2 separate regions of the Capsicum annuum genome follow, and region 1 is linked to region 2. A link is a contact called in public Hi-C data. All regions are on one chromosome and are shown on one strand. The core of a region is the stretch at or near the end of the contact, and the rest is flanking DNA. Distances in the headings are between cores, read along the strand shown.

Region 1 (3,057 bases), core at 523-3,022, 150 kb after region 2:
GTAATTCTAAGATTAAAACATTATTCAAGTGAAAGGAGTGAAATTGGGGTTTAAAATCAAGCCCTAAGATTTTTGGGGTTTTGAGAAATTAATCACGAAATTTCTAAGAAAAGGTGAATTCTTATCTTAAATTCGTAATAGAATCAAAAAAATAGATGTTAATCTAGCTTCCCGAGCTTCCACTAGTTTCACTTTTAAGCTATCACAGTATTTTAAGGTTTAAATCTCAAGAGAAAAGAAGAAAAATGAGCAAATTGAGCTCAAAACTGCTTTAAATAGTGCAGAAAAATTTGCACAGCTTTTTTCCCTTCCGAACGGACTTCGACGAGATGCCCGAAATTCGTTCGGAGTTCGATATACGCAAATAAACTATGTAACCACACTAAATTTGATGCTTCAAACTCAATGGTGATATCAAATTTTCAGAAAAACATCGTTTTCACAAAGTGGACCCCCAAAATTCAAAATCATAATTTTTCAAATCGAGGGTCGAAATGAGATTCAAAAGCCGTAAAATCACACCAAATATGTTATCATTCTAAAATTGATATTTTAGATCTGCTGGCGAAGTCAGATTTTGCATTCAAGGTCCTTTCGGCCAAATATGGATCCCACACCCATATTTCTAATTTTTTCAACTTTTCGACCTGTAGGTCGAAATGAGTTTGGGCGAATTGGGACCCGAACCAAAGGTCTACTTAGCCTAAAATAGATATTCCTGATCTGCTGGTGCAGTCAAAATTTACATTTGAGATTGTTTCACTAAAGTTTTCTCCTGGTGTCCATTTGAAACCAGCAAAGACTTCAAAATAGAAAATTGGCTCTAAAAGCCAAATGAACTGTCCAGTAATCAAACCGTCAGTCCCAGCAAGTCATAAATGACTTGGGGCAACTATGAAGAAGCTCAAACGGTGGAAACAAGCGTAAATATAGAAAATGGTCTGAAGGATTATTATATTTAGAAAACTAGTTAATCGACAAGTCCTTGTGGGTACAATATCTGGACTCTCAATCCTATATTACTTGTACGACCACGTACACTTGCGTGTGCGTTGCAACTCAACACTAGGTGTGTTTTGTCATCTGCGGTCACGTGTACATGATGTATTTGCTTAAACATAAATTGATTATAGAGGGAATATCCATCTAAGAATTCGACACAAGTATAACAATGTTTTATAAAATTCGAGCAAGTCCTTGGTTACCCATGAGACCAAATACAAGTGCATATTATGTCAATCAGGGGTGACTCAAAGGTAAAGCTAGTAAAGCGTTTGCTTTAGACCCCTAAATTTTGAGGCCCCAAAAAATTTAATATGGATTTTAAGATTTTAATTTCACTTAAAATAATATTAAAGATTGAAAAATATAAAAGATACAAAATTTAAATTAATAACAAAAGAAAGAAGAACGATCTACTTTTTAGAACTTTTTATCAAATTTTAATATTAATAAATAAAGTTTTCACAATAATATTCAAGGTAATACATTGCAATTAAATTAGTAATATCTTATTAATTAAAATTAGTCCTTACTTTTATAAATAATAATATTACTATGTGAAGTTAAATATTTAACGTTTTCTAAGAATACTAAAAAAAGTATTACGTAAGAATAAAAAAATAACTCTAAATTATTGATAATATTTTTATCATACATATTTAAGATTTTATATTAAAATTTGGTTTTATACCATTAATTTTATTGAAAAGTCTTGGTGTCAATTAAAATACCTACCATCCAGTTTCAATTCCACGTGTAAGAAAAATCTTCCCATCACTCTACCTACTATTATGGCATTCAAAAGCTCAAAGCTGGGATCGCCACTCCCCTCTATTTCCATATTCTCTACAGGTCAATTAATTAATTAACTACCTTAATTTTACTATACTTTCCTAATTATACTCTTATTTTCTTCTTGTTCTAATCAATTCTTCACATCTACGTATAATATTCTTGTTTAATCTTATCTTTCTTATTCTTAATTAATCAACATCTCATGTTTTTCTGAATTTTTGTTCAAAGTTACAAGTAAAATAGAAAAGAGGGCAAAGTGTATTCATAGTCATATTCGCATTGTTCCATAAATATGAATCTGTAGTAATGTCACACGGACATAAATTATAAGTAGTAATATGTAGTAATGTCACACACAAATATGTTACCATGTAATGGGGAAGTGGAAAATGGATACTGCAAGGAAAATTTATCAGACGTAGAAGAAAATCAAGAGGAGTTGGATCAGTCAAGCCTGTTAAATATAGGGAAGCCGCCAAGAAACGTTACAGGGATACGACATTGTATCAGCCAAGCAACATTGGCAGGTACTTCGGTATTGGTGAGTCGAACACAATTTTCGATACATTATTTAGCCATTTTGTTTTGTCAAATGAGGATATTTTATTGTTTTTTTTAAATATATTTGAAAGCGTGAGTTAAGCTGAACCTACAGAACCCGTCCTAGCACTTCTAAAGTCACTTGGTTTTGCTTGCTTTCATCAGTGTCTATTGGAAAAAATTTCTTGCTTGACATAATTTGTTATATACATCTTATGTCCTAAAACAAGAAGCTTGAGCAATATAACAGGATTGTGTGTGATTATCTTTGGTAAATCTCAGGACTTATGTAGGACATAAAAGGAGCTACATGAGGGGGGAATGTATATGATATAAGCAGTGTTTTTTCTCATTAGTAGTACACCTAATTACTTGGTAAGAGCAAGGTCTAGGGTGCAAATCCAACTCCAACAAATTAATGCTTCTAGTTTCTTATAGTACAAAGTAGGTAAAAAAAATGGTCTGAAACTAACAACAACGACTCAATGCCAAGCAAGTTGGGATCGGATATAAGAGTTCTTGATGCACATGTTGCTCCATTTGAGGCCGTATACCAAGCTAGCACTTGAAGGTCTATACACCTTTTACTAGCATATAAGCCTAGAGTCTCTGGTAAGACTAGACGATAAGCTGTAAAAAGTTAAACAAGATCTCAATTATATAAAAGTTTCTTTGTCTTGAGATTGAATAGCTTGATTGCTACGGTAAGCTAATAAAAAA
Region 2 (3,066 bases), core at 170-2,669:
AATAAAATTTCTGATGGACGAAAGGTAAGGTAAAGTTGACAAAGCATAGCATTGGATAATAAAACCTCTCTTTTTTCTCTTCCTTACTAATTTACAACAACAACATACCTAGTATATTCCCACCAATTGGGGTTTGGGGAGGCTAAGTGTACGCAGTCCATACCACTAACACAAAGGTGAGATAGAGAGATTGTTTCCGATAGACCCCCGGCCTCTTCCTTACTAATTTAATTGATCATAATTCAAACAGAAGCAGATAAGGGCGTAAATGGTTGAAAATAATCACCCGAAAAGATACGATCAATGATATTCAATCACATAAATATAATGTCCCAGAATCAAGCTTTGGTAAAGCACTTGGAGATGCAAAAATCCAACCAAGAGATGAGGCACATTTCTTTTGTGGGAAAAAAGTAAAAGAAAAAGCACAAGATAGGAAAACAAAATGTGCACAAAAACACAAATTCAAACACTGGAAATGACATCAAAAGCTAGAAAAGGATTGGGACTAGCAAAACAAGGAGAACAGGGAAGAACTAAGGAAGAAAAAGTGTTGATTTCTCGGAAGTTATTATCTCAGAAAGTTGCCTTTCTTCTTGATTACAATTTCCTTCAATGAAGAAAGTAACTTTCTGAAATAATAACTATTAGTTGAGGGACCATCTGAAATCAACTCAGAGGGGTTAGGATTAGAAAAACAATAGAACAAAAAGCCTTTTTTGGTAATCAGTATCTGAGCAGCCAAGAATAATTTCCAGGCTCTAGTGACAAAAAGAGCATAAATTAACTTCTAATTTGGTCAGACAAGACTTTCACAGATAAAAAGGTATTATCTTGATGTAAAAATCTAAAACTTAAATATCAAATATATCTTCAAAATCCTCAACAGCAAAACCAAGAAACAAGAAAAGGAATTTCTTCAAGAAACACTTATTGCAATGCTGCTAGCAAATAGAGATATCTTGTACATTAAAATCCAAGATTCACTAAAAGGTAGAAAAGAAAGAACCCACAATCAAGAAAAATACAAATTAAAGAACAGTAAGGTAAAACGACTAGGTTTTTAGGTAACATACGGTGCCAAGTTTATGGATGATCTTCTCCAAAGCAATAGAAATGAGAATAATGACAGCACAAACACCAGCAACAGCCCAAGTTGGTGTCTGATCAAGCTGTCTTGATGTACCTCCACCTCCACCAGCCATTGCCACCACCCACAAAACCTTCAGCAGAGAAAATATCACCTAAAAATTAATGGGTATCCAACAATATGGTCAAAAAACAAATTGGGTTTGAACACAATAGGATGTAGTAAATGCATGCATTTATTTGCACTGCTCTTTAAAAGAAGAAAACTGATATTTCAGTTTCTAGTCTACAGATGTGTATGCAAGTGAGCAATGAGTAATGACTAAGACCTTCCTTAATTAAGATGACAAATACTCACACTTATATTATCGTAGTTAAAAATACAAACTCCTTAAATTACTTATTTATTTTCCATTAATAATCTTTATACAATATTTCATTCATTCATCTTTATTTATCTAATAGATTAAAAACAGAAAACAAATATATATACCTTTTGTCATATTTTGGTTACATATATATCCATAACGTTAATAAAAATAATATATATATATATATCCCTCACACTTATATGGTAGGGGCATATGTGTACCCAAAGCATGACGAAGTATATATACGTATCATTTATCATAATTTTAGAATATATTTATCCCCTTTTCGTTTTACTTTTTAATCCCAAATAATTAATCGAAATTTAGTATCCGACCTAATAAATTCATCGAATCCGATTTCAAACCAACTCGATTCGACCTCTATTTATTGTTTCAAACTCAATATTCCCTCTGTATTTTCTCTTAAAGGTGAATCACAATCAAATTGCAGTGATTGATCGTTGCTACTAGTTGGTGTTTACTGGTTGGAGAAAGTAAAGATTAGGTCGAAGGTGGTCGGAACTAGAGGTGCGGCGATGATTCGCCGGTAGGGTGTTTTCGATTTGACGAAAATGGTGGCTATGTGGTGTTGATAGGTGGTGGGTCGTGTTTTCCCAACGAAATTTTGCTGGAGATTGAAATGTGAGGGATTCAATTTATTTGGTATTGTTTTAGCATGTTATGGATCAATGATTTTTTTTTTAACTTGGTAGTAGTGAGTGTTACTCTATTGCGTGTGTGTATCAATACAGGGGTGAGAAAAATTTATCTGTTATATAGGCGTCTCTTGGATTATTATTGGGACCGAGTCGGATAGTTGATTTATTGGGTCAGTAGTGGATTTAGGTTAATTATTTGAAATAATAAATTAAATTCAAATAAAAAAAATGAATATATTTCCGAATTATAATAAATGATACTTATATATCCTCCGTTATATTTTGGGTACGCATATGCTTCTACCGTTTGTGTGAGGGACATAGATGTATCATTCATTAATGATAGGGAGATATGTGTACCCAAAACATGACAAAGAATATATACGTATTATTTATCATAGTTTAAAAGTATATTTATTCTTTTTTTATATTTAAAATAATTATTTAATTTTATTTATTCAATATGAAAATTCTAAAAATTAATGTATTATATTATATTTATTTTATTTTTAAAATATTATTTTTTTATTTATTGTTTCTTAGGTTGCGCCAAGTTGTGGAATATTATGTACTCATATCGTGGAACAGGGCAACAGAAGAAGTCAATGGTTAAAGATTACGGTCGTTGTCGTAACGGTAAATGGGGGATTAGGGTAGATGGACAATGGGTTTTCCTAGGTTGTAGGGGGTTTTCTTGGAGGTCAAATTTGTTCCTAAATTTTAGGAAGTGTTAACTACACTGACAACCCTAATACTATGATTCAATTATTGATATACCTCCATATTTTAAATCAATCACTTAAATCTTCTGTACTAGGAAATTTTTGCATTTACACCGCTTATGATGTTTCCCCATTCGCTTCTAAATAATTGTCATTATTTTTATTTGTATTTTTTTTAAGAAAAATACTAATGACATATTAAATTAATTAAATTATTGTTATTTA

The links. Hi-C and Micro-C count contacts between places; a contact is called where the count stands out from the background.
Region 1: a Hi-C map of leaf shows a contact between it and region 2, with 2.5 times the contacts expected there. The contact joins the promoter of LOC107858479 here to the promoter of LOC107858478 in region 2. A contact is called at or near these places in 2 of 5 Hi-C or Micro-C datasets (bud and leaf).

The regions. Positions count from the first base shown.
Region 1 is chr2:6,505,873-6,508,929 of UCD10Xv1.1, forward strand. It overlaps LOC107858479 (probable protein phosphatase 2C 47), which reads left to right and starts at 1,773. Exons shown (of 4, transcript XM_016703143.2): 1 at 1,773-2,338. The coding sequence starts at 2,144.
Region 2 is chr2:6,352,573-6,355,638 of UCD10Xv1.1, forward strand. It overlaps LOC107858478 (MLO-like protein 10), which reads right to left and starts at 1,420. Exons shown (of 15, transcript XM_016703142.2): 1 at 1,077-1,420. The coding sequence starts at 1,205.